Regions from separate parts of the Mus musculus genome. Here regions 1, 2, 3, 4, 5 and 7 are each linked to region 6. Evidence: chromatin contacts called from public HiChIP or PLAC-seq and promoter capture Hi-C data. All regions are on one chromosome and are shown on one strand. The core of a region is the stretch at or near the end of the contact, and the rest is flanking DNA. Distances in the headings are between cores, read along the strand shown.

What was found. Promoter capture Hi-C pulls out the DNA fragments that hold promoters and counts their contacts. HiChIP or PLAC-seq counts read pairs in DNA pulled down with a chosen protein or histone mark.
Region 1: a contact with region 6 is called in an H3K4me3 HiChIP or PLAC-seq map of fetal liver, with 7 times the contacts expected there. The contact joins the enhancer-like site here to the promoter of Csgalnact1 in region 6. A contact is called at or near these places in 12 of 39 promoter capture datasets (3T3-L1-derived adipocytes, the HPC-7 cell line, the SN4741 cell line and 8 more), 1 of 484 Hi-C or Micro-C datasets (the C2C12 cell line), 7 of 115 datasets of contacts at active chromatin or transcription factors (the NIH/3T3 cell line, embryonic stem cells, fetal liver and 3 more) and 3 of 9 other capture datasets (adipose tissue, embryonic stem cells and liver).
Region 2: a promoter capture Hi-C map of the HPC-7 cell line shows a contact between it and region 6, with 6 times the contacts expected there. The contact joins the enhancer-like site here to the promoter of Csgalnact1 in region 6. A contact is called at or near these places in 16 of 39 promoter capture datasets (the 3T3-L1 cell line, 3T3-L1-derived adipocytes, the HPC-7 cell line and 9 more), 2 of 15 datasets of contacts at CTCF or cohesin (the NIH/3T3 cell line and large pre-B cells), 9 of 484 Hi-C or Micro-C datasets (the Ba/F3 cell line, the CH12 cell line, cerebral cortex and 3 more), 6 of 115 datasets of contacts at active chromatin or transcription factors (embryonic stem cells, forebrain, kidney and 3 more) and 3 of 9 other capture datasets (adipose tissue, liver and pancreatic islet).
Region 3: a contact with region 6 is called in a promoter capture Hi-C map of the HPC-7 cell line, with 4 times the contacts expected there. The contact joins the enhancer-like site here to the promoter of Csgalnact1 in region 6. A contact is called at or near these places in 5 of 39 promoter capture datasets (the 3T3-L1 cell line, 3T3-L1-derived adipocytes, the HPC-7 cell line and 1 more), 2 of 115 datasets of contacts at active chromatin or transcription factors (the NIH/3T3 cell line and kidney) and 2 of 9 other capture datasets (adipose tissue and liver).
Region 4: a promoter capture Hi-C map of hippocampal neurons shows a contact between it and region 6, with 4 times the contacts expected there. The contact joins the enhancer-like site here to the promoter of Csgalnact1 in region 6. A contact is called at or near these places in 9 of 39 promoter capture datasets (the 3T3-L1 cell line, 3T3-L1-derived adipocytes, the HPC-7 cell line and 6 more), 2 of 15 datasets of contacts at CTCF or cohesin (the NIH/3T3 cell line and large pre-B cells), 2 of 484 Hi-C or Micro-C datasets (the HPC-7 cell line and cortical neurons), 9 of 115 datasets of contacts at active chromatin or transcription factors (the NIH/3T3 cell line, bone marrow-derived macrophages, embryonic stem cells and 5 more) and 3 of 9 other capture datasets (adipose tissue, embryonic stem cells and liver).
Region 5: a contact with region 6 is called in a promoter capture Hi-C map of stem cell-derived epiblast-like cells, with 2.1 times the contacts expected there. The contact joins the promoter of Lpl here to the promoter of Csgalnact1 in region 6. A contact is called at or near these places in 2 of 39 promoter capture datasets (the 3T3-L1 cell line and stem cell-derived epiblast-like cells) and 1 of 484 Hi-C or Micro-C datasets (embryonic stem cells).
Region 7: a promoter capture Hi-C map of the HPC-7 cell line shows a contact between it and region 6, with 8 times the contacts expected there. The contact joins the enhancer-like site here to the promoter of Csgalnact1 in region 6. A contact is called at or near these places in 6 of 39 promoter capture datasets (the 3T3-L1 cell line, 3T3-L1-derived adipocytes, the HPC-7 cell line and 2 more), 4 of 484 Hi-C or Micro-C datasets (the HPC-7 cell line, astrocytes, liver and 1 more), 4 of 115 datasets of contacts at active chromatin or transcription factors (the HPC-7 cell line, forebrain, large pre-B cells and 1 more) and 2 of 9 other capture datasets (adipose tissue and liver).

Annotation. Positions count from the first base shown.
Region 1 is chr8:68,530,973-68,535,218 of GRCm38.p6, forward strand. All of the region lies in intron 3 of Csgalnact1 (chondroitin sulfate N-acetylgalactosaminyltransferase 1), which reads right to left. Among named protein-coding and RNA genes, the nearest start is that of 1700125H03Rik, 160 kb to the left of the region's middle. Within about 2 kb of position 2,354, at least 44 of the 459 cell types and tissues checked have an H3K27ac peak or open chromatin away from gene starts, as enhancers often do. A contact at or near this core is called in the HPC-7 cell line, fetal liver and hematopoietic stem and progenitor cells, where this site is marked.
Region 2 is chr8:68,492,494-68,496,770 of GRCm38.p6, forward strand. All of the region lies in intron 3 of Csgalnact1 (chondroitin sulfate N-acetylgalactosaminyltransferase 1), which reads right to left. Among named protein-coding and RNA genes, the nearest start is that of 1700125H03Rik, 130 kb to the left of the region's middle. Within about 2 kb of position 2,023, at least 18 of the 459 cell types and tissues checked have an H3K27ac peak or open chromatin away from gene starts, as enhancers often do. A contact at or near this core is called in the HPC-7 cell line, where this site is marked.
Region 3 is chr8:68,589,364-68,593,227 of GRCm38.p6, forward strand. All of the region lies in intron 2 of Csgalnact1 (chondroitin sulfate N-acetylgalactosaminyltransferase 1), which reads right to left. Among named protein-coding and RNA genes, the nearest start is that of Csgalnact1, 140 kb to the right of the region's middle. Within about 2 kb of position 1,393, at least 23 of the 459 cell types and tissues checked have an H3K27ac peak or open chromatin away from gene starts, as enhancers often do. A contact at or near this core is called in the HPC-7 cell line, where this site is marked.
Region 4 is chr8:68,512,261-68,516,484 of GRCm38.p6, forward strand. All of the region lies in intron 3 of Csgalnact1 (chondroitin sulfate N-acetylgalactosaminyltransferase 1), which reads right to left. Among named protein-coding and RNA genes, the nearest start is that of 1700125H03Rik, 150 kb to the left of the region's middle. Within about 2 kb of position 2,856, at least 29 of the 459 cell types and tissues checked have an H3K27ac peak or open chromatin away from gene starts, as enhancers often do. A contact at or near this core is called in cortical neurons, hippocampal neurons and neural progenitor cells, where this site is marked.
Region 5 is chr8:68,878,897-68,882,908 of GRCm38.p6, forward strand. Lpl (lipoprotein lipase) reads left to right here and starts at 1,659. Exons shown (of 10, transcript NM_008509.2): 1 at 1,659-1,944. The coding sequence starts at 1,857.
Region 6 is chr8:68,733,580-68,737,474 of GRCm38.p6, forward strand. Csgalnact1 (chondroitin sulfate N-acetylgalactosaminyltransferase 1) reads right to left here and starts at 1,567. Exons shown (of 10, transcript NM_172753.5): 1 at 1,447-1,567.
Region 7 is chr8:68,605,538-68,609,679 of GRCm38.p6, forward strand. All of the region lies in intron 2 of Csgalnact1 (chondroitin sulfate N-acetylgalactosaminyltransferase 1), which reads right to left. Among named protein-coding and RNA genes, the nearest start is that of Csgalnact1, 130 kb to the right of the region's middle. Within about 2 kb of position 1,299, at least 40 of the 459 cell types and tissues checked have an H3K27ac peak or open chromatin away from gene starts, as enhancers often do. A contact at or near this core is called in the HPC-7 cell line, where this site is marked.

The sequences.
Region 1 (4,246 bases), core at 1,104-3,603, 200 kb before region 6:
ATTTGTGTGATGGGAAAAATTTAAGAACAAAAAGATTTTATAAGAACCAGGGACTCTGTGCTCAAAAAATGCCGGGGGGGGGGGGGCTTCACTCATGCCTTAACAACATGGCTCCTTTAAAAAAGACCCAAATAGATACAACACCAACAGACATGCTAACATGGAAGTAGAAATCTTATGGGGCCCCAACACTAGATTAAAAAAAAAATAAGAAAAAAACAAAAAACAAACCTACAGGTAAATTAGGAATGCTAGGAATGGGAAAAATAATCTTCCCCAGGGATCAGTTCCTAATTGGTTATCCAATAACAGGAATACACACAGACACACACACGAATGAATGAATGAATGAATGAATGAATGAAAACTGGCCATTAATTCAAGAGGAAACAAGGGAAGGTATATGGGAAGAGGTAGATGAAGAACTGGAAATGAAGAAATGAGCTAATTATGTTTTAATTAAAAAAATAAAGGTATTTTTAAGTAAATAAGAAGAATAAAAGAACCCTGGGTTCTGGGGAGATGGCTAAGGGATAAAGTGTCCTTCCTGTCTTTTCATAGGACCCATTTTAGTACCAATTACCCATGTCAAGTCACTCACAACCACCTATGAATCCCAGCTCCAAGGGATCCAATGATGCCTTTTCCGGATCCATAGACACCAGCAAACCTATAGTATATTAGTCACTGAGACACATACACATAAATACAATTATATTTTTTCTTTTAAAAGGGACTATATATCAATGTCATGCCCATGACCATTCACTTCTGTTTTATGAGGATCTCAAGCTAGTGAGCTAATGGCTCAGATAGAAAAAGGGAGTTGAGCAGAGAAAAAGGAAGAACACTTCCCTTTCTTTGCTAATGGTGGAGAAGAGCCAAGCCTAGAAGGATTCCAATCTCAGGTATTGGTAGTCACTTTCTTGTGTCCCATTCTTCGATCTGACTGACCATGACTTCGCCTGGTAAGACTGTCCCTGTCTGTCATTGGTCATCAAAGCTGATACAGAAAGGGACCCAACAAGTCCTAACGTAAAAGATGGCCTAGTCAGCCATCACTGGAAAGAGAGGCCCATTGGACACGCAAACTTTATATGCCCCAGTACAGGGGAACGCCAGGGCCAAAAAGGGGGAGTGGGTGGGTAGGGGAGTGGGGGTGGGTGGGTATGGGGGACTTTTGGTATAGCATTGGAAATGTAAATGAGCTAAATACCTAATAAAAAATGGAAGAAAAAAAAAAAGACTCCCAGTCCTAAGCAGCTACTTTGAGTTCTGACGATCTCTCATCACCACCTTGCAGCACACTCCTGATTGGTAGCAAGAAGCACCTCCACTTTGATAAAAGAATCCTTCTATCTAACCTGATAAGCGTGCAAGCTAGTCTGACCAAAAACGGCCAGCACTTGTCCATGAGTGGGATGTCATCTGTGGATCTCTCAGAAGCCATGCATTTGGGCTTTTTCCTCTACAATTCATAATAACCATAACTGCTCTCATCAGCCCTCCTCTCTATGATATATTCACACTGGAGCAAGCCAGAAAACACAGCCTCTAAGTTGACATCCAATAAGAGAACATAGAATAGACTCCCTCCCTACAGGTCCCATGAACTATATGAACATCCACGCTTACTTAGGTCAAAAGCTTGCAGCCATCCAAACTCTGTTAACTTCTATAACTCCTGGTGGAAAAGAGAGAGGGTCAACATTTACTCACAAAGATTGGTCTGTTAAGAAAAAGTCCATCACCTCCTCTGACTCAGATTTCCTTTTATTATTAACTAGAAAAACATTTGGCCGAGTTGTATATCCTTTTCACCTGACAACGTTTAGGAGTTGTCACCAGCCTGATGGAACTGCACACCAGTTCTACTCTTAGGGCTGGGGGTGGGATGAAATGGCAGTAGCATGATGCCTAATTTTCACTGGAAACATGACTAGATAAAGAATCACCATCGAGACACATCTCTGGGCGTATCTGTGAAGGTGTTTCCAGAGAGGATTAACTAATGAGTAACAAGTCACCCTGAGTGTAGACAGGACCCTGTGGACTGGGGTCCAGGACTGAATAAGAAGGAAGTTGAGTGACAGAGACAGCTCAGTTAAGTATTTGCCTCACAGGCTAGGGACCTTAGCCTGATGCTTAGTATAAGATGCTTGTAATCCTAGCTTAGAGTAGGAGAATCCCTAGGGTTCACTGGCTAAGGAATCAGTGAGCTCCAGGCCAAGAGAGGCTCACATGAGATAGGAGAATACATCTGCACAAATAACCACCCTCTACCCTACCCTACCCCTGCTCCAAGCCACACCCACACCCACAAAGCAACCTGAGCATTCCTCTCTCTGTTTGCTGACTGCAGATATGGTATGACTGGCTGCCTCATATGCCTGCTGAGATGCTGATAGACTGGACCCTCCAACTGTAGGACAACATAAATGCTCTTGCCTTAACTTGCTTCTTGTCAGGCATCTGTCACAGCAGTGGGAAGTAACCTTAGGATGCAGTTAGCAACACTGGATATCCTGTTGCGTCTGTGAGGCTTCTGCGGTAGGCAGTGGCCGTACTAAATCAAGTGGAACACACCGCCACTGAATTTAAAAGACATGGAATGGGTGTGGGGCCAGGATCTGCCACTTCCCAGACATCTGACTAAGTGAGAAACAGTGTGTAGTTTAGCTATTGCTTTAACTAGAAAATGAGAGCGGTGACTGAGGAGACTCCCAGGTCCTCTGGAGCACTCATAGCTCAGGACTAAGCGAGGCTGTTAGTACCACCTCCTAGCAAACAGTTACCCAACCCCTTGCCACAGTTCAAATGTGAAATACAGAGCTCTGTGGAGTACAAGCTAAATGGACCCTGTAGGTGTGGCTGCACTGAATGGGAGAGTGGAGAAACTGATGCCAGTATGCTAGCTTGCTTCCCCCACTCGGCAGAAGGCTGGGACCTGCTTCTGGGTCAAATATCACCTTCAAGGGCAGCTGGGCAGCATGCAGAGGCCACTCCTGACAGAGGCACAACACAACACATAGGCTACAGACACCACTGTCAAATTCTGCTCTCCTAGGCAGACACTTGGCCCCTGGTATTTAGAGTAAAAATTTATCATAATTACTTTTATGTCTCTCAAGGTCCCAGCCCTGTTATGTGATCTGGGTCAGCTGTGGTCAGCAGCAAGGGCTGTGATAATCCAATGAAAAAAGTACATGTCACATGCAGGAACTTCCTGAGACCCTTCCTATATTTATAATCAGCCGTTTCACCCAGGAGAAAGATGTTTATCATCCCAGTGCCTTTCACATTAGAGTGAACTACCTACCCTCTATGTTCTTTTGGTTATCTGTTATGTCTCTGCCTTTTGGTTAAGATCAAGTCTATTTTGACCAGATTAACATGGTCTTTGTTTGTTTGCTTGTTTGTTTTCGAGACAGGGTTTCTCTATGTAGCCCTGGCTGTCTTGGAACTCACTCTGTAGACCAGGCTGGCCCCGAATTCAGAAATCTGCCTGCCTCTGCCTCTCAAGTGCTGGGATTAAAGGCATGCACCACCACTGCCTGGGTAATATAGTCTTTCTATTAAAAAAATTCTAAATGACCCATCTCTTCTAGTCTTGCAATGCTCACATAGCTTCTGGGGTGATTAAGCTACAGTAAAAGTACCTGAATCCCTAACCATGAAATGGCTTCAACTGCATTTAGGAGAAATTATAAAGGTCCAAACTCACCTCCATTCCTTTCCTCTATCCCATTGCCCACATGTCCCCTTCTGCACTACTGAAATGCCAAGTATACCCTGGCATGCTATCAGTTATCAAAGAAACCAAGTTATTAGTTCTGAGTCTCTACATTGACTGTGCTTCTAGAAAGTTCTCTCCGTCTGGCTGATTCCTTTCCAATTCTGTTCTCAGCTAACACTACTAAGTGGACACATTCTTTAAAACCTTTTCTTATGGTCACATTACTTGCTTGCTCCCTTTAATAACTTTCTTTACTTTTCCATTGCAGAATTTATAATAACCTGAAATTATACAGAGATAATCAGTTCAATAGAGATAAGTGACAAATATATATCTCTACTACAAGACAGTGACATCTTCAGAGGCAGGGATTCTGCCATTATCTTCAGTCTCTACCCAAAAAAAAGCCAGTAACTAAACAAAAATATCATGATTTTAACTTGAATACAATGAGAATATTTTATATACCTCCATTCCTAAGATAGACCTTCATTACAAACACATAACATT
Region 2 (4,277 bases), core at 773-3,272, 240 kb before region 6:
CATTCTAATGCAAGGAAACAGGAAATGATAGGCACTTTGCCTTGAGGCAGCTTTGAACTTTGACCCAGGAGGAAACCACACTCATGGCTCTGGGTGGGAAGGAAAAGGTGGCCTTTTTCAAACCTTCCTTCCTCATTCTGTCACCTTTATTTGCTCACCTACCTAACACCTTTGATAAAATTCATTTGACTTTTTTTTTGGTTTCTTTTATTTTCTTCTTCAATTATACAATGCACCCCACAGTTTCCCCTCCCTCCACTCCTTCCATCATTCAACCCCCAACCTCTTTTCTCCCCCAAGATCCATTCTTCCTCCTTTCCCCTTCAGAAAAGAGCAGATCTCCCAGGGATATCACTTATAACACTAAGACTAGACAAAATCCCACATGTCAAGGCTGGATGAGGCAACCCAATAGGAGTAAAAGGGTCTCAAAAGAATCAGAGACACCCCTGATCCCAGTGTTAGGAGTCCCACAAGAATACTGACTTAGTTATGGTTTTTCTGCTGTTAAGAGACACCACAACCAAGACAACTCTTATAAGGACAACACTTACTTGGGACTGGCTTACAGGTTCAGAGGTTCAGTCCATTATCATCAAGGTAGGAGCACAGCAGTTTTCAGGCATGCCTAGCACAGGAGGAGCTAAGAGTTCTACATCTTGCTCCTAACTTCCAGGTAGCTAGGAAAAGGATCTTCAAGCCCATGCCCACAGTGACATACTTCCTCCAAGGTCACACCGATTCCAATAAGATCACCTCCCCCCAATAGTGCCACTCCCTGGGCCAAGCATATTCAAACCACCACAAGTACCAAACTACATAATCATAACATATATGCAGAGGACATGGTGCAAACCCATGCAGGCTCTGTGTATGCTGCATCAGTCTCTGTGAGCCTCTATATGTCCTGCTTAGTTGATTCTGTGGGCCCTGTTCTTGTGGTATCCTCTGGGCCCTACAATCCTTCCCTCTCTTCTGTGGATGAGCTCTGCCTAATTGTGGTGTAGAACTTGGGGGAGTAGTCAACCAATGACCGGTCTAACTTAAAGCCTGTGCCACAAGAGGAAATCCATGTCTAACACTGCCTGGATGGCCAGGATCAGAAGTTGGATAGTTCATTGACTATTTTAAAAGCCAATTAATATTCAAAACAGGAAGATGCTATAATTTTAAAGTTATTTTACTTGACTAAATGTTTCTAAAGTAGTTGTGTTATTTTACAAAAGAAATCTTGTAGCCTCTCCTTAACTTATAATTCCGTTTCTTGATTAATTCAATTTCATATTCATGCCTTCAATAATGTGATTGAAAGAACCCAGATATTCTAGGAATATTCACCCTCAGATATAATTGTTCAATAAGCAAATAGCATGGTCTAATTTAAGTTGTTGGCAACAAGACCCAATTTCAACTGTACAGTAATCAAGTCAGAAAATTCTGGAAGCAGTCATCTTGCATGCACAAATTATGCATAACAGATTATGATAAACTATAATTTAAAAAAATCATAGTCCTATAATTTTTTTAAACACGGGTTTAAAAAAAACAAAAAACAAAAAAACAGAGAAATCTCCACATTTCTTATCTGAATGTCTTTATCAAGTGTGGAGCCTGACCTTTAATCATCCAGCTTACAAAACCATCCCTCCATACCAGCAGTCAGGGTTCAGTGCATTTTTAGACTGTTTACAAAAGCAAAATGCAACCTGCAGAGGGAAGTGTTAGCTCAGCTGCCTGGGGCTGTCTTCTGAAGGGCTTGCTGACAAGACTGGCCAGACTGGTTCTGCGAATGCAGTCTGTGAAGTTTCCTAAGCAGATAAGAAGGACTGTCCAAGTGGCAAGATTGGTTTGCTGTGCTGTGGTTGTTTGTCCCAACAATGTGACTCATGGTGGACATCTGCTTTCCATCTAAGAGCCTGGTAGTTAACAGTGCTTGCTAAGCAGAGAGTGCCTATATATTCTCCCCATTAAGACACTCCTACACCCCAAGACTTAAATGGGGGTGGTTGGGAAGGAAACCAGGACACACACATACTGTTATATTTTTTCATGGTAGAAGTGGCTATGTGCCTTATGTGCATCACATAGCAGTGGCATACAGATGCTCCACACGCTGCTGGTGTCTCTTCTTCCTGTCATCTACTGGTGAGTCCGTTCTCTCACACCACAATTAATCCAATCAGTGCACCTATAGGTTGATCCTGAGCCATTCCAGTGAATCACTTCATCTCCCAATAAGACCCAAACCACAAAATCAGCTCTTCTGTAGGAGTGGTTATTTTTCCGAAGGGGAAAAATAGAGTTAGCAACTATCAAATCTGCGCAATCAGTTTGGATTTTTAGGAGAAAGGTAGAAAAGTGTTCATTCTCCCTCCAGGAAACACAGGACAATCAAGTCGAGCTGATGAGACGGGGTTTCCATTACAGAGGCACAACTGTAACTTTTACGGGCTGCCTGCTGCCATTTAATTAATGGGAAGAGAACAGTTTGGTGAGTACAAGGACACAGCCATCAGACTATGAATTTAGAGAGAGACCCAAACAATAAATCTGCTTTCTGCCAGAGGCGACCAAATCAAACAGAGAAAACAGCTGCAGTGTGTGCCACCACCATGGAGTCTGGGGTTTTCATTTCTCAGATTCAATTTTCACAAAATATAATTGAACACATCTCACCTCCACTTTTAAATTTTATACAGCTTTTAAAAAATGGAACTAAATTATCACCAAATAACATTTATTACTCAAGTGCTGAGCACATTAGACACGAAAACACAGATGTTTAAAAAAAAATGATCCCCCCTCTCCCATAGTGGAGAAGAAAAACTTGTTCAGTTTGTTCATTACTTTAGATATGGAGAGTCCTGTTTCATTTTTAACTACTTTATAAATACATAAACCTAGACCAAAGCAATTTCAAATAGATATACACCTAGATGAACAATTCTGTTGCTTTGGAAACCTCTCTGACATCAAAAAATATCAGAAAGGATCTGAACCAGCCTTACCCAAATATTTTGTTATATTTCTTAAGTAAGTATGGGATATGGCCCCACAGCTATGCTGGGAAAATGTCAGGAGTAAATTAATAAATCTTTAGCACAAAAAAGTTCAACTAAATCTTGCATGGAGTTTTAACGCTACAGTGGGTCCCATCTTCATCCATTGTTCTAGAGAAGCTGTACACAGATCACCTCACCATGCAAATGGAAGTCATGTGTGCTAGGAAGAGAAAGTGTGGAGAAAAGAAAGCAAATAGACAGACAGAGAGTACGGGTATGGGACCTGTACTGCAAATTCACAAGAAGAAAGAGAATTCAAGACCCTGCTAAAAACAAAGTAAAAGAATACAGACCTGGGAGAATCAGTCTACTCCTATACACTGTTACTCTTAGTAACTCAGCTCCAAAGATAAAGGTAAGCTATGACTATGCAGGAACTCAAGAGAGCTCCCAAGAGTAGCTCTAAGTGGGCAAATCCAAGGAACCTGAATAAGTCACGTTTCTGGACTGGACCAAATTTCACCAGTATCTGGGCATGGGCTTTCTCACAACAGGTTAGCAATTACATGTTGATGTCTCCTCTGCTGTGGTTGGATTTAGAAATTCTTCTTAGATTAATAGTCACCCTGGAAACCCACTTTTCTGCAGGATTATTAATATTGAAGGATATTAATAGTGAAGCTTTAAGATTAAAAGGAGAGTTTGGGGCTGGGGACAGATCTCACACTATAAGCCTAGGCTGACTTGGAATTCTCTCTGAAAACCATACTAGTCTCAAACTCCCTATGTAGTACAGACAAGACTCAGGATGCACAGTAATCCTCTTGCCTCAACTCTTCTCTCAGCTCCATGTCCAGTGCTTAGACAAATGGAAAACAAGAGTGTGAAGATTTTTACAAGGACTTATTCTGGGATAGCAGCCCCTGGTATACGAATATTTCTCTGATAATAACTGATGCCAAAGAATCATGGACCTGAATCATGGACTTGAATGGCCAATATCCTGCAGGCCAGGACTTCACTGCAGTTTTCCATTCATCTTCAGTGTCTAGTACAACACTGCAAACATAGCAAGCACCTAATAAGGATTCTTATATAGTGAAATGAACATATAAATAGATATTTTACTTAGCATAATGTCCATGAGTTTATCCACATTATTACATGGTAGATATAATAAATTAAAATTGTGTTTTTCAAAAATTGCCAAAAGAGATTGTTTAATGTTTTTAACCAAAAAAAACTCTATATGGTGATAGATTTGTTAATTACTCT
Region 3 (3,864 bases), core at 143-2,642, 140 kb before region 6:
GGAGATTCTGTGCTCATCCCATTTAACAGGTGAAGAAACTAAGTTTCAGAAAAATGAGGAAATATAGGGTAGGACACTGTTGCTAAGTGGATTACATAGGAGTCACAGCCTAGAAGCCCAGTTCCAGAGACCTCGATCTTAATGAAGATGTATTTATTGATTCGTTTGATTATAGATAGAATCTCACTATGCGCTAGGGCAGGATTAAAGCTCTTAATCCTCCTGTCTCAACCTCCAGAATGCAAGAATCAAGCCTGCAATAAAGCAATGATATTTATTTGCCTGTTTGTTTGGAAAAAAAAACAAAACAAAAACAAAGAAAAGCCAGGACTAAGAAGCAATCATATAGACGGAAAGGAAGACATTAAAAACTGCAGGTGTGAACTATCCAGGGCATGCAAGAGGCTGGGAGGCAATCATCTAGAACAATCTGCATCCGACAGAAAAGGCAGAGAGAGCATTCTGATCAGCAACCTGCAGTTCTAGCAGGCAGAGGGCAGCTGACAGAAGTAAGGGACCACTTCAGAGGGATGCTCACAGCTTCTCTTTGAGTAGGTCAGAGTAATTTGGGACTATTTAATCTAGGAAAAGTCAAGAAGGGGTTTAATTGCTACCTTTTGTAACGGCTTTTGAAAGCATGTCCAGAGGATATAGGACAAGTGTCAGAAACGAATTGAAAAAATAGCGTTTAGTTTGACATCAAAAAGTGTTTTTATATCCTTCTAAGCAAGGAAAAACTGGGACACATTACACTGTTCCTTTTGAGAAGGATAAATGGAGTGGGGTAGAGGCTGGGAATGAAGCCTGCCTTGAGCAAGGCCCTAGGTTCAAGTCACAGCACTGAAAGAAAAATAAAAAGGGAAAATGATATTAAAGCAGGTGGGAAGGCACGGCACGTGCAGAGGTAGGCCCCACATAAGGTGCTTCATGTGTGTTAGCCGTTCCTTCCCTGCAGCCAAATGCAAAGCGCATGTGGTCATTCCCATCTTACAATTTAAGGGATGTGAGGTGAGGCCTGCCTAAGGCAACTTAGTCACTCCCATGCAGAGGGGGTTCATACCTCTGCTGTCTGCTATTACTCCCAGGACTCTCCACTCATTAAGACACTAATAATCTGGAGAGGGTTTCAGAGGCCTCTGCCTATTAGCATCTGACCCAAGCCAATAATAAAATCTCATCCCTTCAAGCTGCAGACATTTCTGTATCTTTCAATGCCACTAACAGATTTTACATCAGTCCCTGCCCTCATTGCAAGTTAGGCCCTTCTTAGAGGGAGTCAGTTCAGTCCATCAAGTTAGCCTTTGCTTTTCCTGTACCATCCTCCCTAGAGCACCCCCGAAGGGGATGACGAATAGAATTAGAAGACAGAAAAACGGAAGAGGAAGTTCATGCCTCCCTCTCACAGAGAGAAACATTGAGCAACCTAGATATAAAGCGGAAATGAAGGGAGACCCTGGCTACTGGGGAGCCCAGCCTCTGGAGATTTTAAAAACAAAACCACACAATGCAGAGAAAGCCACAGAACAGCAAGTGTCCCACTGGGAAAGGCTCTTCCCATCCAGGCCAACAGGATCAAAAACAGGACACTGGCCCTGAGACTGACCTTGGACAGTTATAGATAATGATGGTTGAGATGCCAGAGAAGGTGTGTCACCAAAGTTCTCCAAGTGGATGTGTGTGTATTCTAATGAAATCGTATTTGAGGAAACTGATATTGGATCATATAATTTTGTTGAGTTTTAAATGAAAAACAGATTTTTCTTTTAGATACATTGTAGTTTTATGGAAAACTGGGCAGGAACAACAAAGCTCTCATATATTCCCACATATCTCCCTTAGGCTTCATTAACATAAGTATTTTTCGTCAGCTTGGGACACTCATTACAATTGATGTGCCATCGTCAATCCATTCATATTGACAAAGCCTATACTCTAATGTAGCAGACACATGGACTCTGCAAGGGCATGTGCTCACAATGCCTCTTAGTGTCACTGCCCAACAACTGTCTTGTGTTCCCACGACCATCCCTCTTAACACCAAATATGCTAGCCCAAATAGTCTTGTTCTTCATTCAGTCAGAGTCACACAGTAAGTAGCTTTTTCAGACTGACTTCTTTCATTAAGCAAATGTATTGGTTTTTAAGTTTCTTCTATATCCTTTTATGGCTTCATAATTCTTTTTTGCATGGACTTTCTCTCCCAAAAAACAGTTTTCAATTGTTGGATATATTGAACAGAAATATTGAACATTCACCAGCTCCTTCTTCTCACACATATTATTCTGTTAGTTACTTTTCATTAGTGTGATACACTTTTTCACAGTAGCTATTTCAATATTGATGTATTATTATTTTAAATGTGTATAGTTTATTTCAGGGCTCATTGACGTTTGGCAAGTAATAGGGTTACAGATTTAATTCTTTTTATCACTAACTAATATTCTACTGAAGAAGTATGTCACAACTTGTTTATCCACTCTCATACTGAAGAACAATTTGTATGCTTCCAATTTTGATAATTATGAATTATGTGCTGTGAACAATCAAAAGCAAGTTTGGGGCTAGGAACATCATTAACATGTTTGTATACTAAGGACATCAAGATCACAGTTACTGATTCAGACTGTGTTTGCTTTTATTAAAATCCTGGCAAATTAAAAAAGGATAGCAATATATGTCTGTAATCCTAGCACTTGGCAGTGGGGACAAGGGGACAAGAAGTTAAACATCATCTCCTTGGCTATATATCGAGTTCAAGAGACCCTATCTCCAGAGAGATAGACAGAGAGAGAGAGAGTCAGAGAGAGAGAGAGAGAAAGAGAGAGGGAGAGAGGAAGAGAGAGGAAGGAGGGAGGGAGGAAAGGAGAGAGAGAGAGAGAGAACACACGGAGGAAGGGAAATTACCTTTGGACTCAGCTGTACCATCTTCCATCACCCTATCTGAGAATGAGCACATGTCCTGCCCCATATCACATCCAGCAAAAACTTGGCATTGCTAGTACTTTAGATTCCCTCTATTCTGATAGGATTAAGGCAGTATCTTGTTTTTGTTTTTGTTTTTTTGTTTTGTTTTGTTGGGGTTTTTTTTCAATTTTTTATTAGATATTTTCTTCATTTACATTTCAAATGCTATCCTGAAAGTCCCCTATACCCTCCCCACACCCTGCTCCCCTATCCACCCACTCCCACTTCTTGGCCCTGGTGTTCCCCTGTACTGGGGCAGATAAAGTTTATAGGTATCTTGTTTTTAATAAGTGTTTCCTTTACAAAGTATTCCAGTTCAACTATCCAAAGAAAATATTTTAAATTTGCCCCGTAATTATCTTTTGTAGACACCCCATTGCTGCTGAATGAACAAAATTATTTAAAGCAATTAATTTCTTTTGCTCAAGGCAGGGTTGGCTTTATATTGTACCTAAATTATGGGGAGCTTCAAGGAACCACGTCAAATTTATCCTTCCATGCCTGCACACTAAAGGGCTTCCAATGGCAGCAGATAACTGAAACACAGAGATGAAAACTGGCTTCACACAAGCACCTGACTGACACTTCTGGATTTGACTTTGTTTTACAAAACTCTCCACTCCAGCTTTAAACAAGCATTTGTGGTGCCCTAAATTACTTCACGCTATTTCTAGGACACAAAAAGATAGGTGTATGGAGATTAGGGTCTGGATTTTCCCTCCCCTACTGCCCTATCCAGGTTCTCTCTAGCACTTCTTTTGAAAACTAGAGCAATGGAATAATGGGAAGAACATTTCTGCTATGAATTATCACACATCAAGTGTTCACATAGCAGTATTTTCTTCATGGTTCTCAGAGCTACATCTCATATATCTTCATGTTTGCATGGTGGTTTTGATC
Region 4 (4,224 bases), core at 1,606-4,105, 220 kb before region 6:
CAATGAAATTTGTCAAGTATTACCAGGAGAGCACATGGGATTTTCTGGAATTATATTCAAAGCAAGAAAACTTGACTCCTTCAAGGCAAACACTGCACAATAACATCAGCTTTCTTTTCCTTCCAATAGACTTTTAGGGAGATAACCTCAGTTACTCAAAGCTTCTTACTTTTAAAAATTGCCTGTTTCTAATACAAAGAAATACATGTTTGTGGCTAGTACAGAATATTTCTAAACAGGCTCATTTCCATTTCAAGATCCACATTTGTGCATTTCGATAAAGTTTTGAAGAAATTAAAGGTTGACTTTCTACACACTGAAATGAATGCATTCAAATTGTGGGTGACAGTTCAAAATAAAGGCCAAAAATCACTTCTGCCTAGGCTGCAGATTTTCCTTTGTAGCAGACTATGCTCTTTAAATGTGTTGTCTCCCTCGTTTTGACATGGATCTCACTCTATGGCCCAGGCTGCCCTTGAGTTCTAGATTCTCCTTCCTTAGACACTTGAGTGCTGGAATTACAGGCATGTGATATTATGCCTGGCCTTTTCACTCTTCCATCATCTCTCTGTGTGTTCGAGTGTAGTATATGTTTATTTATGAATGTTTTTCATCTTTACTAGTTGCTGTCCTGACCAAAGGCACACAGAGGCTCTTTTGAGGAACTCACTGACCAATGGCATGAGAGGGGTGGCTGACTGGAGATCATGGGGCTGGATATGGCAGGGAGAAATTATGGCAGATGGAGAAGACAGAACACACACCCAACTGGCATCTGTCACTTGCCTGATCTGTATGTTATTATTCAAAAAAGACTGAAAACAGAAGAGGAGGTGGGCAAGTAAAAAAAAAAAAAAATGAAAAGAGGACCAAATTTCCTGGATAGCTATTTCTACACAAAAAAAAAAAAAAAAGATAACCATTTACACTTAAGGACTCCATCTCATGAACACAAAACTTCCATTGTGTCCTCTCTCCCCAGATGCCAGTTTTTAATACTGAGGAAATTTAGTTCAAGCATAGGAATTAGAAGAGAGGAAATAATTATACCTAGCAACAAGTGAATCACAACTCTACTGTGTGCCCAGTAAGTGAGAATAAACAACTCAGTGAAAGGCCACTATATTCTTCCAATGAGTGGTCCTGATGTGGAAGGGTTTCCCACCTCACCCCATAACTCTAGAGCAAAGGCTACCAGTCAGAAAGGCCTACCATACAGCAGATAATCAGCTTTCCTAGTGCTTTCTTATGAATGACAAGACACTAAAGCATGACAAGAGAGGAAACAGACAGGAATCTCAAATGTCAATAAAGTAGAGAAGGTACAAAGTAAGAAAAGAGGTCTCCAAATATAAATTCTTTTAAAAAATTAGATATTGATTTTTAAAAATACATTTAATATTCTTAGTGGATTAAGAAAATACTGCATACTTAAAGAAATTATAAGATGCTATGGAGAATAGATGGGCAATACAAATTGAACTTCACTTCTTTCATCGCGTGCAGGGTAAATAACAATGGGCAGACATGGGAGGACTGGGAAGTAAGAGTGATCAAGGTGCTTGGTGTGAAATTCCCAAATAATTAATGAAAATTTTATGTTGAAAGAAGATGTTGTGGAAAAATAATTATATCACAAGAAAGTTAGTTGAATTTCCCTTTCCACATACAACTCAATGAATAAGTAAAATACATAATGGTATTTGGTCATTTTGACAATTTTGTCACCTTGACATAACATAGAATCACTTATGGAAAGAATCTCAATGAGGGATTGTCTAGATCAGGTTGATCCCTGGGCATCTCTGTGGGGGATTGGAGAACACTAGACCTCACTGGCAAGCCAGCCAAGACCAAGTGGCAAGTTCCATGCCATTGAGATACCTTGTCTCAAACAGGTGGATGCTACTGATAAATATCATTGCAGGTTGTCTTCTGGCTTCCACATGCACATTTGTGCACATGGATAGCACACACGTGTGAACACAAACACACTAAGAAAAGAACCATGACAGTTAGTCTTATGGGAGCCCAGAGGGTAGAGGTTGAAGAAAGGAAGTGAGAAACTCCGCTGCACCCGAGTTCCACTCTAAAGAGCCAGAACTCAGGAAGGACTCGGGTTTCACAATCAGACCATTTATCTGAAGTCCATTCAAATAAATGCAGCAAAATTCCTAAAGAATCCAATACAGAAATCAAGGATGACCTTAGCAGGAAATATCTGTGGCATTCAAACAGCTCTGCAGGGTGATACTAGGTAGGGTCTCAAACTGCTCTCTTTTAGACCTTACTGAACATTTGCCAGGCAGCCAAATCCAGGGAAACTGAGATCTAACTTTCCCATTTGTTTACATAATTAAGTATGCAGACACCTGCATCACCTTTGCCTAAACTAGGGTATGTCTCTTTGAAGAACTTATTCAAGCCAGGAACTACTAGAAATGCAATGGTCTAGAAACACATTTGCCCAAACATGCATCCCCTTGGTGACCTGGTCACAGGAGAAGTTACAGAAACTATATAAGAAAAAATCCTCAATATCACTTGCCCCCCCTTTTAAAAACACGTCTTCTGGAATGTCCTGTTACTTATTCCTCCACTTCCCCTGGAGAGAAGGGCGACAGTAAGAAGCCCAGAGAGCATGCTGCTTTATGCTTACATGAGAACACATATTTCATCACTGAATAAGATCCTATTTAAACATGCGCTTTTTGTTTCAGAAAGGAAAAAAATAAATGATAATCAGCACTATTGAAATCCAATAGATTTGCCTTTGGCATTAACACAGAATCAGTATTCGGTGTCACCGCACCACGGCAACGGGGACTGCTGACCAACGCTGCTGTTCTCTTGGCAACCTAATGAGTTGGCACAATGAGAACTTAGTATTATTTGCTCTGTTCTGTATGCAAGCTCCTATCTGATGCACTCAGCCGCTTGCTAATAGATTCTCTCTGCCTCTTTCTTGCTTTGTTTTTTCCTTCAGCATAATTTCCTTAGTATCAACACTCAGAGTTAATCCTATAGTCATAGTAATATATCATCAAACTTAAACAAGTCTAACTATAAAAAGGGCTTAGCTTGGAATCCAGCACTGCTCATCTGAGGGATTTACATAAATGCAGAGATGTCTGGAGTCTGCCTGCTATCTTATATCTGAGTCTTCTGTAAATACTTTTTTGCCTTCACTGTTAAGATATGTCAAGAAGTTCATGAGATCCTTGGATGTTAAGTTAAATGAATTTTAAAAGTACAGAGGGAAAAATAACCATTTTATTCCTTACCCTGCATTCCCACATTCATATTCTCTCTCTCTCTCTCTTTATATATATATTTGGGATCTTCCCTTACTAATTTTGCTTTAGCGAACAGACCCTCTGCTGTTCCTGGAAAGGTGAAAATTCCTGAAGAATGCTATATGCACTTATTCTTTTTCTAAACAATTCTTCTTCCAAATATCCACAGGGCTTCTCTCCTCATTTCATTTGGGCTTTGCTCAAAAGTCACCCATTTGCTGATCTCTTTTGTAACTATCTTGCCTAATACAACTGTCTAAGTCAGGGTTTCTATTCCTGCACAAACATCATGACCAAGAAGCAGTTGGGGAGGAAAGGGTTTATTCAGCTTATAAATATCCACAGGGCTTCTCTCCTCATTTCATTTGGGCTTTGCTCAAAAGTCACCCATTTGCTGATCTCTTTTGTAACTATCTTGCCTAATACAACTGTCTAAGTCAGGGTTTCTATTCCTGCACAAACATCATGACCAAGAAGCAGTTGGGGAGGAAAGGGTTTATTCAGCTTATAGTTCTACATTGCTGTTCATCACCAAAGGAAGTCAGGACTGGAACTCAAGCAGTTTCGGGAAGCAGGAGCTGATGCAGAGGCCATGGAGGGATGTTCTTTACTGGCTTTCTTCCCCTGGCTTGCTCAGCCTGCTCTCTTATAGAACCCAAGTCTACCAGCCCAGAGATGGCACCATCCAAAAGGGGACCTCCCCCCTTGATCACCAATTGAGAAAATGCCTTGAGAAAATTGAGCTGGATCTCATGGAGACTTTTCCCCAACTGAAGCTCCTTTCTCTGTGATAACTCCAGCCTGTGTCAAGTTGACACACAAAACCAGCCAGCACAATTGACCCCTTGTCAATTTGACACACAAACACATTACTAGTAAGCTTCAACCCTTATATTCTTATTCATCCCCAAGATCTAAATAACTTTAA
Region 5 (4,012 bases), core at 409-2,908, 150 kb after region 6:
TAGATGCCCCTTTGCCCCTTTATTAATCTCATAAAATCTTGAAGTTCTCTGAAAGTTCCAGGTAGCAGTGCAGGTCGGTTTGGAGTCTGATCAAATGACTTTTAAGCTTGAAATTCGGCTGTGTGGCTATTCTAGATAAAACACAAAGCATTTCTACACTTCTGTTTTTATGTCTTTTATGCCACTGCCATGTTTTAAAATTAGAGCTTCCTATATACTTCTTTCAGAGGTTGGCCATATTCTAGTTATGTGCCCTGGAGTATCTCTGCCATTTCCAAAGTTGTTCAGTGGGGTTTCGCTCTTGCCAACTTTCAAGATCCACCACATGCGTTGGAGCCAGTAATGAACGTGGATGATGCATTGCTTAGCGATTGCAGTGCAAGATGAGATGGCGAGACATCTGGCTGGAATTCATCTACACAACAGCATGTTTGGCTTTTATCTGATAGTTGTGAGAAATTTAAAAAGCGGGCTTATATTAAAGTATATAGTTTTTGATCCCCTTAACCTCCAAGGGTGTGTGTGTGTGTGTGTAGAGAGAGAGGGAACCATCCTAAAAATATTGAGATCAGTAAAGAGAACTAATTTTTTGAGGTGGTTTCTCAGCATTAAGGTGGGGAATTTAATGTTTATTGGTTTTTTTTTCTAGCTAATCAGCACCCTTTTCATTTAAAAAGATACTTGCAGATGAGCACAGTATATGATGTGCTTTTATTTTTCTTGCTTTTCTACAAACATGTGCTAGTCCACTTTGCAAAAGCTCAGTATTCACCCTTGCAAAGTACAATTTAATATCAACGCATCAACATAGCTGAACAATGATAAGCATAATGGAATTTGGAATATTTCTATCATGCTCCTCACCCTGCCCCCACACTCCTAGCACCCCATATCCCCTCGCCCTGGAACATCACTAATCTATGGACTGTCTTTGTAGGTTTGGAATGGTCATTTGGCATGGCCTCTCCCACTGAAAATCCAGGATAGCTTAAAATGTTTGACCATGACTTTCTGCCTCTGAAAATAGATGTTATTCTTGAGTTTCTTGCTGAATTAAAGGATCGAGTACAATTTACATAAGGCAAAAATTAGAAACTAGTTAAAGCAAGTGGGTCTTTTCTTCTACTACAGAAGGAGACCCATATTGCCAAGATACAAAGCAGACCGTGCAGGCACCATGCGCTGAGCAATATGTGTCCTAAGGTCCCTTTGGCGCGTGGGGACCTGTGGGTGGGTGGGGGAGGGTGTGCGTTTGAAAGGATCTCTCAAGTTTAACAAAGATTTATCAAAAGGTTGTATGTGTGTGAGTGTGAAAGTGTTAGGTACACGCTGTTTAAGAGCAAAACTTCTTCCCCTTAGAAAACGGATCGTAGACTACTCAACATAAATCAGTGTAAACCCCTCCTCTCTGCCTCTATAGGGGTCCCTAGGGACCAGATTCCTCCCGGTAGGCAAACTGGAGTCTAAACAACAAGCAAGCTTTCCTTCCTGCCCTTTCCCCTTCTTCTCGCTGGCACCGTTGAGCCTCGTTACCGTTTGCTCAAATATTTGGAAGTGCATTTAGAGTCCTCCCCCCAACTTATGATTTTATAGCCAATAGGTGATGAGTCTTATTTGCATATTTCCAGTCACTTAAACAGCTGTGCAGTGGAAACAGTGTCAGACTCTCGATTTCTCCTCCTACTCCTCCTCCGAGGAATTCTGCCCCTTGTAACTGTTCTGCCCTCCCCTTTAAAGGTTGACTTGCCCTACGGCGCTCCACCGCGCTCCAGTCCTCTTGCGCCTCCTGCTCAACCCGCTCCTGACTGCCCCACGCCGCGTAGTTCCAGCAGCAAAGCAGAAGGGTGCACCGGGAGATGGAGAGCAAAGCCCTGCTCCTGGTGGTCCTGGGAGTTTGGCTCCAGAGTTTGACCGCCTTCCGAGGAGGGGTGGCCGCAGCAGACGGTACGTTTTTCGCGCCAACTCCCCCTACCCCCACCTGCAGACCCGGACAGGACCACTTTTTCTCCATCTGAAGATGGGAGGGAGAAAGTTGGAAGTACGTGCATGCACTGGGACTCCCAGGCGCAGTAAATTCCCGGGAAGGGTGGCTGGAATGGAATCCAGGAGGAGAAGGGAGAGACTCTGCCTCCCATCACGCTACGGCGACTCTGGGTTCCCGCTTTTTTTTCCTTTCTCCTGAGTTCCCACTCGGTCTCCTGCTCTCTCCCGCCGACTGCCATCGCAGGGAACGGCTGGGGCGTGGGGTGTGGAGCCTAGGATGGGGAGACGCAGAGGCCGAGCAAAGCTGTAGTGACCGGTGGTGACCTCCCTATAGGGAATAGGGGTGCTGAATGCAAGGCACGCGGGCCAAAGTGACCCTAACTTTGCTGGGACTGCGGGTCAGACCCCTCTAGAAGCGGGAAGAGTGAATCGAGGGTGCAGGTGGGAGGACGCGTTGTGTGCATTCCAACTGTACAGGGCGCTGTCGCTCTCGGCGGGGGGTTGTGAGCTACAGTGAAAGTGGGAGTGCGCGGTGGCGCCCGGGAACGCGTGGCGCAGAGTCCTGGAAGCTGGCGTCCTGCAAGCGTTCCTGTGCTCGGCTTAGCTCAGTACTCAAGAAAGCCCAGAAATGAACCTACCCTCCAGAAAACGAGGTTCAGCCACCAGCCGACTGGAGCCTGTGGCTTGGAGGTTGCCAGTTCAGCTCTGTGTCCTTTCCTTGCTGTCCCAGGAGAGGCTCGCCCTAAGGGAGGCGCTCAGCTAGCTGAGAGCACATGGGATTCTCTAGAGCCTAAGGGAGATCGCTTTCAACACTAGGTGAAAAAAAAAAAAAAAGCGGCCACCTCCACGGCTCTGCCTGCTCTCTGCCTAGAGAAGACTAGGGTCAGTAGCAAGTTGCTTTATGGCCTTGAAGTCGAGACCTGCCCACAATTGAGAAGCCTTGTAACTTGAACCTTGATTGAGCTAACAGAACACAGACTCAAAATGTGACTGAACTCAGTCGTAAAAGAAGGCTGGGGTTTCCTTGTGTTGCTGCTGGTGGAATCGCCACGAGGGTGGTGTCCCCTGGAGGTGCTCTAAGGTGGCACATCCGCAGCCTAATTCCAGTCTTAGTGGAGTCTATGACTGCAGCTAAAAGCTTGCCTTTATTTCTGCGTATAGTTGTAAATGTCTTGTTATCAAAGGAAAGAGAATCCATCATGGCAGAACTGCACGAAAGAAACGAATCCTGGGTGTTTTGAGGATACTGGAGATTCTGCCTCTCCGGTGGCAGGTTTGCAACTCTGGTTAAGAAAATAGGAGCAAACTTTCGATTCACATTTCAGAAAGTATACCATAGTAGAACACGACTTTTACCGTAAACTCCCATAGAAAAGGTCGCCTACATTTTTAGGTTTTGCTAAAGGTTCCTTTAGAAGCTCTGGACCCAGCTTCTCAGTTACTTAGTGTCACCCTTCTGGGGTTAGCTGCATGAGCTCTAACATTAGGAAAGTTGGCAAGACTCACAGTGCCCTGGGGCTCCTCCCTTATACTTGATTTAAAGGGACACCTAAGTAACTACATAATAATTTTGGATTTTAGCCATCACCTGATTTTCCTATCAATAAAATGTATTTGGTGAATATTATTCCTAATCAGATGTGAAATGACTTCCTCTTATCATCTTTCTGTCCTCTCAGGGTAGCCCTTTACAGTGAGCTTCTTTAACCACAGCAGGCCTAGCCCTTTGTCCCACAAATGAGTTTGCCTAGGGGTAAAAATGTGGGTGAGAAAGGCACAGCTTGGAGCGATCCCAGCTCCCCTCTGGGCTCCCAGTTTCCGTGTTCACTCTTTATTTTTTTTTTTTTCCACGAATAGTGTGCGAGTTTGAGAGGCATTGCCCTGTGCTTCTTCCTGGAGCCCCTGCAGCCTCTCCTGGTCCCAGGCAGGAAAGCAGAGAGCTAAAAGAGAGCATAGAGGGTCCTGCTCTGCCAAGTCCCGTTCCTTCAGCCACAGTGCTCACTTGAGGTTAATATCTGAGTTAAATAAC
Region 6 (3,895 bases), core at 317-2,816:
GAGACAAGAAGATGGAGAGAAATTAAAGTAATATCTCGTAATTTGGAGTGACAGCAGGTGTGTCCCAATCTGCAAAGTTCAAGCTTGACAATTACACCGTGCTAATTATTCAGACACTAATCACACAAGAAAACCTCAGTGCTTTAAGTACGTTCATGATTTTGTCTTAGGCTGTTTTAATAGCTGTTCTTCACCCTACGAAGCTCACTTCCTGAGCTCACCCTAGTGAAGCACATTGGACACATCCATTAGGTAGTTGATTCAATGCAGAGGAGTGATCATATATGTATTAGGTTCCTACAATGGGAATTGCCCATCTCATATTTTCTGGAAGCTCAACACATAATCCCTCTGTTACAGCAATCCCTCTTCTGTGTGTTCAGGTGACCTTTTATGCCTAGAGAACCAGTTACTCTCTGCCTTACACTTCTGTTTCCAAGTTTGTTAGACTTCTCTCCACGCAGCAGAACCCATAGTTTATTAATGCTCAAGGACCATAATAATTGGAGCTCTCTTGAACAAAAAGTGTCAACACAATCCAATAAACCCCGTGGAATTGCTAGGGTTTACTAGATATTTAAATTCTTTATAAATATAGAATCGTAGTTAGTTGTCTTTAATGACATTTAAGTCAAAACTGTGCCAAGTCGTTGCAATCTGAATAAAAAATGGATTTTGCAAAATACAGCCATCCGATCATTCATTACTACTTCATTTTTAGCGTCCACTGAGGATATGTACAATAGTGTTAACGTCTTTTCCTCCATAACTTCAGAATCACTGACGACAGGGGTACAGGTGCAGGAAGTGTGGCGGAAACAAACAACTTTGCCTTCGCCCAGCACAGCTTTCCTTTTCCTCCAGCCCTCGGAATGCCCCACTGCACCCCTAGACCATTCCCTGGAAGAGCTTCTCCCCGCCCCTGGCACATACAACTGCATGCAGTCACATGCAGATGTGAAGACCCTTGGGATCCAGAGAGTCACCATCGCGGCGGCACAATGCAGGGGAGCGTGCTGCCCACGGGCCACCCTCTTCATCACAGCAAATACAATCCAAAAACAGCAAACTAGAGGCACCCGCACATATGCCAAGGCTACTTTGAAGTGGGGTTTCTGGAGAGTAAGCCAACAGCTGGGGGCTCAATTACCGCTGAAGAAGCTGAGCTGGCCGTGGGGTGCGGCACGGGACCCTCGCGCGTCCACCTAGAGACACCGATCCCTCCACGCGCCTCGCAAGGGCTACAGAGGGCAGTGATTCCGGAGTCCTCAGCCCTAGGACAGCAGTGGTCTCTGGAAGCCAGCGGTGCAGGCGTCCTCCCGGCTGACAGAGAGCCACCCTGAGGTCGAGGTCGGGGGCAGTGGCGCGGACTGGAAAACGGCAGCGACACGCCCGCACATAGCGGGCCACACCCGTCCAGCCCTCAGGGTAGGGACCCCGACTTACCCCAGGCAACACTGCAGACAGCGGAGCCGGATCCCTCGGCTACGCTGCTCCCCTGCTGCCGCTGAACTTTCCCTCCTGCGAGGCGGCCCTGGGCTCGGCTCCACCTCCAGTTCCAACAGCCGCTGAGCCTCCAGGGACCCGGAGCAGTAGGGGGAGGGGGAAAGCGGGGAGCGCGGGCTGAACAGCGGCCAAGCACAGCGCCGGCCTCCGAGTGGGAGCCCGAGGAGCCGAGAGCTGAGAGGTGGGGGTAGCGTGGGCCTCAGGGCTGGGGTCGTGTATGGCTGCAGTCATCTAATTCCTCCAGGGCCAGTCTGCAGTGCGTCCCCGCTCCAGGTCCGAGCAGAGCAGGGTGCCCTGGTTGAGAGACTGTCACTGCAGGGAGCATGAGTGGAGAGCAGGGTCTCCTGTACCGTAGAGACTTCAAGTGTGATTGATCACCAACATCAGAGAAGTTGGCGATAGAGACTAGGGCACTGTTGGAAGTTGCGCCCCAACAGAGAGGGGGCATCTATCCTACAAGTTCGTCCCCACTCCCCAACTCATCCCCGAGGCATTTGCGCTGCTAGGACTGTCCTAATGGCTTGCCTCCAAAACTTCTTACACTCTACTTGAGAGAATTAATAAGATAGTCACTGTTTTGGGTGCCCTGAGTTGTAGTAATAAGGCCTTCAGTAAGAAGCTTTTATTTACAAAAGATCAGAAACCCCTTTAACCCTTCAGCCCCAACTGTGGCTAAGCGATGTCTGTAAGGACCTCTAGCGGCCACATCCCTACATCAACTCAGCTGAGATTCGTGGAAAAATAGAAGAATCCGTGTTTGCCAAATCACAAAACATACAGTGTAATTTTTCTAGCTGCATCAAAGTACTGCATGATAGGAAGATAACAAAGAGTTAACACTGCATAGATATGCACGTACATATGTGGACATCAGTTATTTCTCACAGATTAGCTCCTAGCATCCTCAAAAGGCAATCATATGGCAATTTCCATTTGCAGATGGACGTCACTAGGTGGAAGTCAGGGTTTTTTGATTTCACACTTAGTAGGTAGTCGGGCAACTTCTTCAGAGCTTTTGTCCTAACTGCCACTAAAGCATTCCTGTCTTCATCTACTGATAGGTTCTTCTAGTTCTGATTGCTTTCACCTACTGAAGTAGCTCTCATCTCTTTACTCAATGGTGTCTCCAGAATCATGTAATAAAGTTATACATAGGTTTTAGTTTGGAAAAATGGGCTAGAAATTCTGAGTATGCCATGGCCCCAGCACAGACATGCCCTGCAGGCTATGTGAAAGATAGAGAACATACTTTATATCTTGCGTGCGCCCGACTCAACCAGCAAGAATGACGCTGCAACAGGATCCTTCTGCACACGTTTATTGGGAGAGCTTGATTGCAGAAGCAAAGAGACCCCAAGCCCAGAACTTGTGCTGCTTATATAGGCCTAGGAGAGGCGTGTCTCACACCCAGATTGGTTATGCACTATACCTCATTTGCATGTTCCTCATCTGATTGGTTACTCTCTCTTAGTACCTCACAGAGTCTCATTATCATACCTCATTTGCATGTCTCACATCTGATTGGCTATACTCTCAAAACCTCATTATCATGCCCGGGCCAGGCAGTATCTTGGCAAAAAACTTTACTGCATATGTACACATTGGTTGTTTGTCCAAACTTATGCATGGTGGCCAGCAGTAGCCAGCGCCACTCTGCAACGGCACATGTGGCTTCCCACATTTATAGATACAATAATCTCTATTACTCTAAATAGAATAAAGAAGGGGACCACTTAAGGGTCGACTGTGGTTCCTTTATGGGTGTTTAGCATGTGGAGGTGCATCAGGTCACCACTTTCGAACGTCTCCCACTTGGATATTGGCTCTGGGGTATTGCAGGAGATACCAACGCATATGCCAGTGTGTCACTGCATGCCAATTGAAAGCCAGTTTTCCGGGACCGGTGTCCTTCTGTTTTTAATAGCTTCAATAGTATATGAAAAATAATTGAATTGAGAAAGTGATAACGCAATTAAACTAAGTAACAGCATCATTAAGAGAAGATACCTTTTCCTGGGTGAACAAGAGAGAAATTTACAGTGGATTATCTGCTCAGGAAGTTCTCTTACAGAGTTCTGTCATGTGGACATTTTATCTCCATCATCAGGAGAGGCAGCCCCCGACAAAACTGAACAGTGAAACTAGCAGAAAGATGGATTTCCATGCATGCCCTAGAGCCAAGGACCAGAAAGGCTGGGCAGAACACTAAGCCTAGATGTAGTTTCTGTTTTATTATTTAGAGACTCAGTCTCATGAGTCCAGGATGATGTCAAACTCATGGTAGCCAAGAACCACTTTCAACCTATGATCCTCCTGCCTTGGGCTCCTGAGTGCTATGATTACAGACATTCACTGTAATGAATGTAAAGGTCAGCGTTGGATGAAAAAA
Region 7 (4,142 bases), core at 49-2,548, 130 kb before region 6:
CAGTTAATATGACTGCATGCATAGAAGAGAAAATAAGCCTATAGAAACTGTTAATGTTATCCCACACACATTAAGTCTAATGCAGCTTATCTAGCTAGCAGTTGCCCTTCAGGGTTGATCTGATGGTAAAGTCAAATCTTGGTTCTTAAAAGGTAAAATAAATAAGAGGATGGGCAACTCAGAATCAGCATTTCACTGTTAGGGCAGGGCTAACATTCAAGGGTCATTTGTATCTGACAGAAAAGATAACCAGGGAAGTTCTATACCCTTTGTGTAAGAGTCAACTCTAAATTATCCCTATTGATTTGCTTGCTATTTTTGTCTTTATTGCTTTGTCAATGACCTACAACAGCTGCATATTTAAGGGGTACAACGTGGTGTCTTGATTTATGTGTTTACTGTGTATAATTTTTAAGTATTTATTTTATTTGTTGCTATTATACTGTAATTACATCATTACCTGTTACCAATTTCTCCCTCTAAGCCCTCCCATGTACTCCATGTCCCTTCCTGTCTTTCAAATTCATGGCCTCTTTTTTTTTTAATTTTTCTTACACACACACACATACACACACACACACAAGCTTTCATACATAAACACGACCTGTTCAGTCTGTATTATGATCCTTGTATGTGTAAGTTTTCAGGGCAGACCATTCGGTGTTGGAGAACCAATTGATACACTCTTCCCTGGGGAAGGCTATTTCTTCAGCTCTCAGCATTCCTTAGTTGCCTGCAGTTCTTTGTGTAGGATTAAAACATCATGACCTTTCCCCCATATACATTAGCATGTCTACTGGTGTAATCCTTGTTGTCCTTGTTTAGGTCAGGTTTATGCTGCCATGTTGATGGACTTCATGGCTATAGCCTCTGACATTACTAGGAGACAGACTCTCACAGCAAACTCCCTGACTCTGTCTCCTACAGTCTTTGTACTCCTTTCACAGTGATCCCTGAGCCTAAAGTACAGGAGTGATAGTGTAGATATAACAAGTACGTCAATCAAAATTGAGCATATACTTGAACCAACTCTCAAAAGGGCCCCATTCTCATGTCTATTATATCACCATTTGTAGTTAGGAGATAAAATCATCCTAAATAGCCATAATGCTGAGTGGATATGCGGGTAGAATTTGTATATACAATGGAAAGCTACTTGGCCATAAAGAAGGATGACATTCTGTCATTTGTGACAACATGGAGAGACTGGAAGTCGTTATATCGTTATTGTTGTATAACATGCCAGAAGCCAGGTGCCTGGTGCAGATAATTAACTAATTACCCAGAAGATGCTTATGCAACTCCACTCTAGGTTATCAGTTTAAAACAGGAGGCAGAAGCTAGATCAGGCCACAGGAAGTGGCACTGGCTTCTGTCAGCTTCTAGGAGGAAGCTGGAGGGGAAGATAGAGGAAAACCTTGGCTGCCAGCCTAAGCTGACAGTTCCTGGGAAACAAAAATCGTCACATTAGGATTCAGTCCTAGCTTCCCAGCTTTAGTGTGTGCTGAACCACCTGCAGGCCCCTTCCCTGCCTTTGCATGTGAGGGCATCCGCTCATCTTTCAGGTTTCAGCTAAGAAACATACCCCTGGACCAATTTCTGCCCAAAGTGAATCCAGGACTCCCAAGGGCTGAGCAGAAATGGAAGCAGGTAAGACCATCTGAAGGGCAAGAGAGGAAAGGACCCTCCCCCAAGTTGTCTGTCCCCACCAACACTGCTTAACTTGTCTCTAGGTTCAACCATACCTCAGACACACCCTTCTGTTTTCTGTCCTGTAAGATTTTTAATTTCTGCCGGCTCATTATCCTAATTGGTTATGGTTTTTAATAGCACACACAAAAAGTTATCATACCACAAAGTAAATCATTAGCTAGAGGAACAGAAACAATAGAGGAGAAGACATTGAAGCAGAGAAGAGTGCTTGAGCTGTAGTTACCACAGAAATACAAATGTACAAAAGAACTGGAACTTAAATAGTGCGAGGAGTGGTTATGTAAGTGAAAGGGAAGAAGAGAAATGTTACTGAGAAGTTACTTCTGCAAGCCAGGAGGTACAGGGTGAATCCATCAATCATATTACAAAGGAGCACCACCGGGCCTCTGGGGAGATACTTTGTAAATCCAACAGACTACTAACACTTCTGTAGACCACAGGCTGGCATGAAAGCACTAAAAAGATGTAGGTAATTTCCAAGGTCAGTCAAAACCACCACTTACCATTTAATGAAAGTTTTAAACACTACAAATGCCCCCATTTTCTCCCCATCTTTTATGGTTTAGCAATAAGGAAAGGCTGTCCATCATGGTAGTCCATTCCTTAATGAGCCCTCTCTGACTCTTTAGGACTTTACAAAGAATAAAGGAATGGGAGCAAATGCAAATGTTTTACTAGCCTCTCTAAAAGAATAACATTAAAGAGACACACTACCCAGTAATGAAAATGGCTGACTTAAAGGAAATCTCATTCTCAGGAAGACCAACTATAGAACAATCAACAGTAACAGGCTTTATGTCCAAATGGGAGAGCAGGAGAAAGGTGTAGTATGCTTACCCTTGGTTAATAAGGCTTATACTGACACAATGGGGCCTAGGGGTGCTCAAAAGGCAGAGTTTAAGAAAAAATTATGCCTTTCTAAATAATAATTAATGGCAGTATTTTTTATTCACAAAGTACCACAGAAAACATCTTCCCTTCTGATCCCATTAATTCGCTACACAGAAACCTAAGCCAGGAAGAAAGGTCAAAGGGCTGCTAAACCTATGACATCACATCTGAAGCAATGTGAAAGCTGTTTTGTTCTGCACAAAACACCCTAGAGCCTCAGTTCCCTAGCTGCTGTCTAAACAAGAGCTGTTGTGCAGGCCCTAGGAGAAGAAATGCTCCTAAATTGTGAAGCTTGAGAGCTTCTCAAACCAGGAGATAGAGTCTGAGAACTAAAGCCTTACAGTCCTTAGTCAGACAGAAAGCTGAGGCTGCTAACAACACTGACAGACTTTTTTTCCTTTCCTTTCCTCCTCCAGGAAAGAGCTCCTTTACTTAAACCATAGGTGAGTCACATCTGTTTGACCCCCAACAACAAAGGGCAACATATGAAGTGCTTCCTGGATTTGCAGTGACGTGCTCACATGTATCAAGGAGAATACTCACTGGAATCCTTACTGTCAAGAAAGAACGTTTAAATTGTGATTTTCATGGATCTGTAGAGAAAGTTCAATGGTTTAGAGCACTTGCCAAGGACCCAAGTTCCTCTGCCAGTACCTACATGGCATTTACAACTTCATGTAACTCCAGTTCTAGGATACCCATTGCCCTCTTTTAATCTCAGTGGGTACCATGCAGGCATTGCGCACATATACATCTGCATGCAGACAAAACACCCATACACATAAAATAAATGTATCTTTCAAATAAAATATAATTTCAAGAATAGTCCAAAGGAAAATGGATGATGAAAGCTAATCAGGCTAATTGGAATTCCACACTGCTGCCTAATAAGGAGCTTGTGCCAATGATGCTAAAGTTCCTGTTGCAATTTATATGGCATAGGCTTTTGCATTGGGAAAAAGAAATGAATGAGCCAAAATAATTTTACAGGGTCTCATTTTTACATGAGAAGAACCCTTCTTGTAGGTATCATGGATGGTAAAACTTTGAAAACCTATACAAGGCCAGTATGGAAAGCAGATGTCAATTAGTACTGATGCTATTGTGCCTATACATATTTAACATCTCTCAAGGTACCAGCAGATATATCACTTTACATTGCCATCATAGCCGTTATTCCTGCAGGGACATCATCCCAGAGAAGTGGCTCCAATACTTGGACCAGTGAGTGAGAGATAGAACTTGGTCCTATACAATGGGCTTCTCCTGGTACTGATACTATGGTTGCTCTCACTAAAGTCAGGCTATTCTAGGAAAAAGATCGTTTCCTTAAGAAAAGGAGTGTTCAGTGGTTTATTAAGATCTGACCTTACTTTGCCTTATGGTTTAGTCTAACATTGAACAAGTAACATATGTTTTCTGAACCGTGTGTGTGTCTGTGTGTGTGTCTGTGTGTGTGTGTGTGTCTCTGTGTGTCTCTGTGTGTCTGTGTGTATGTCTGTGTGCCTGTGAGTGTGTGTGTCTGTGTGTGTGTGTAT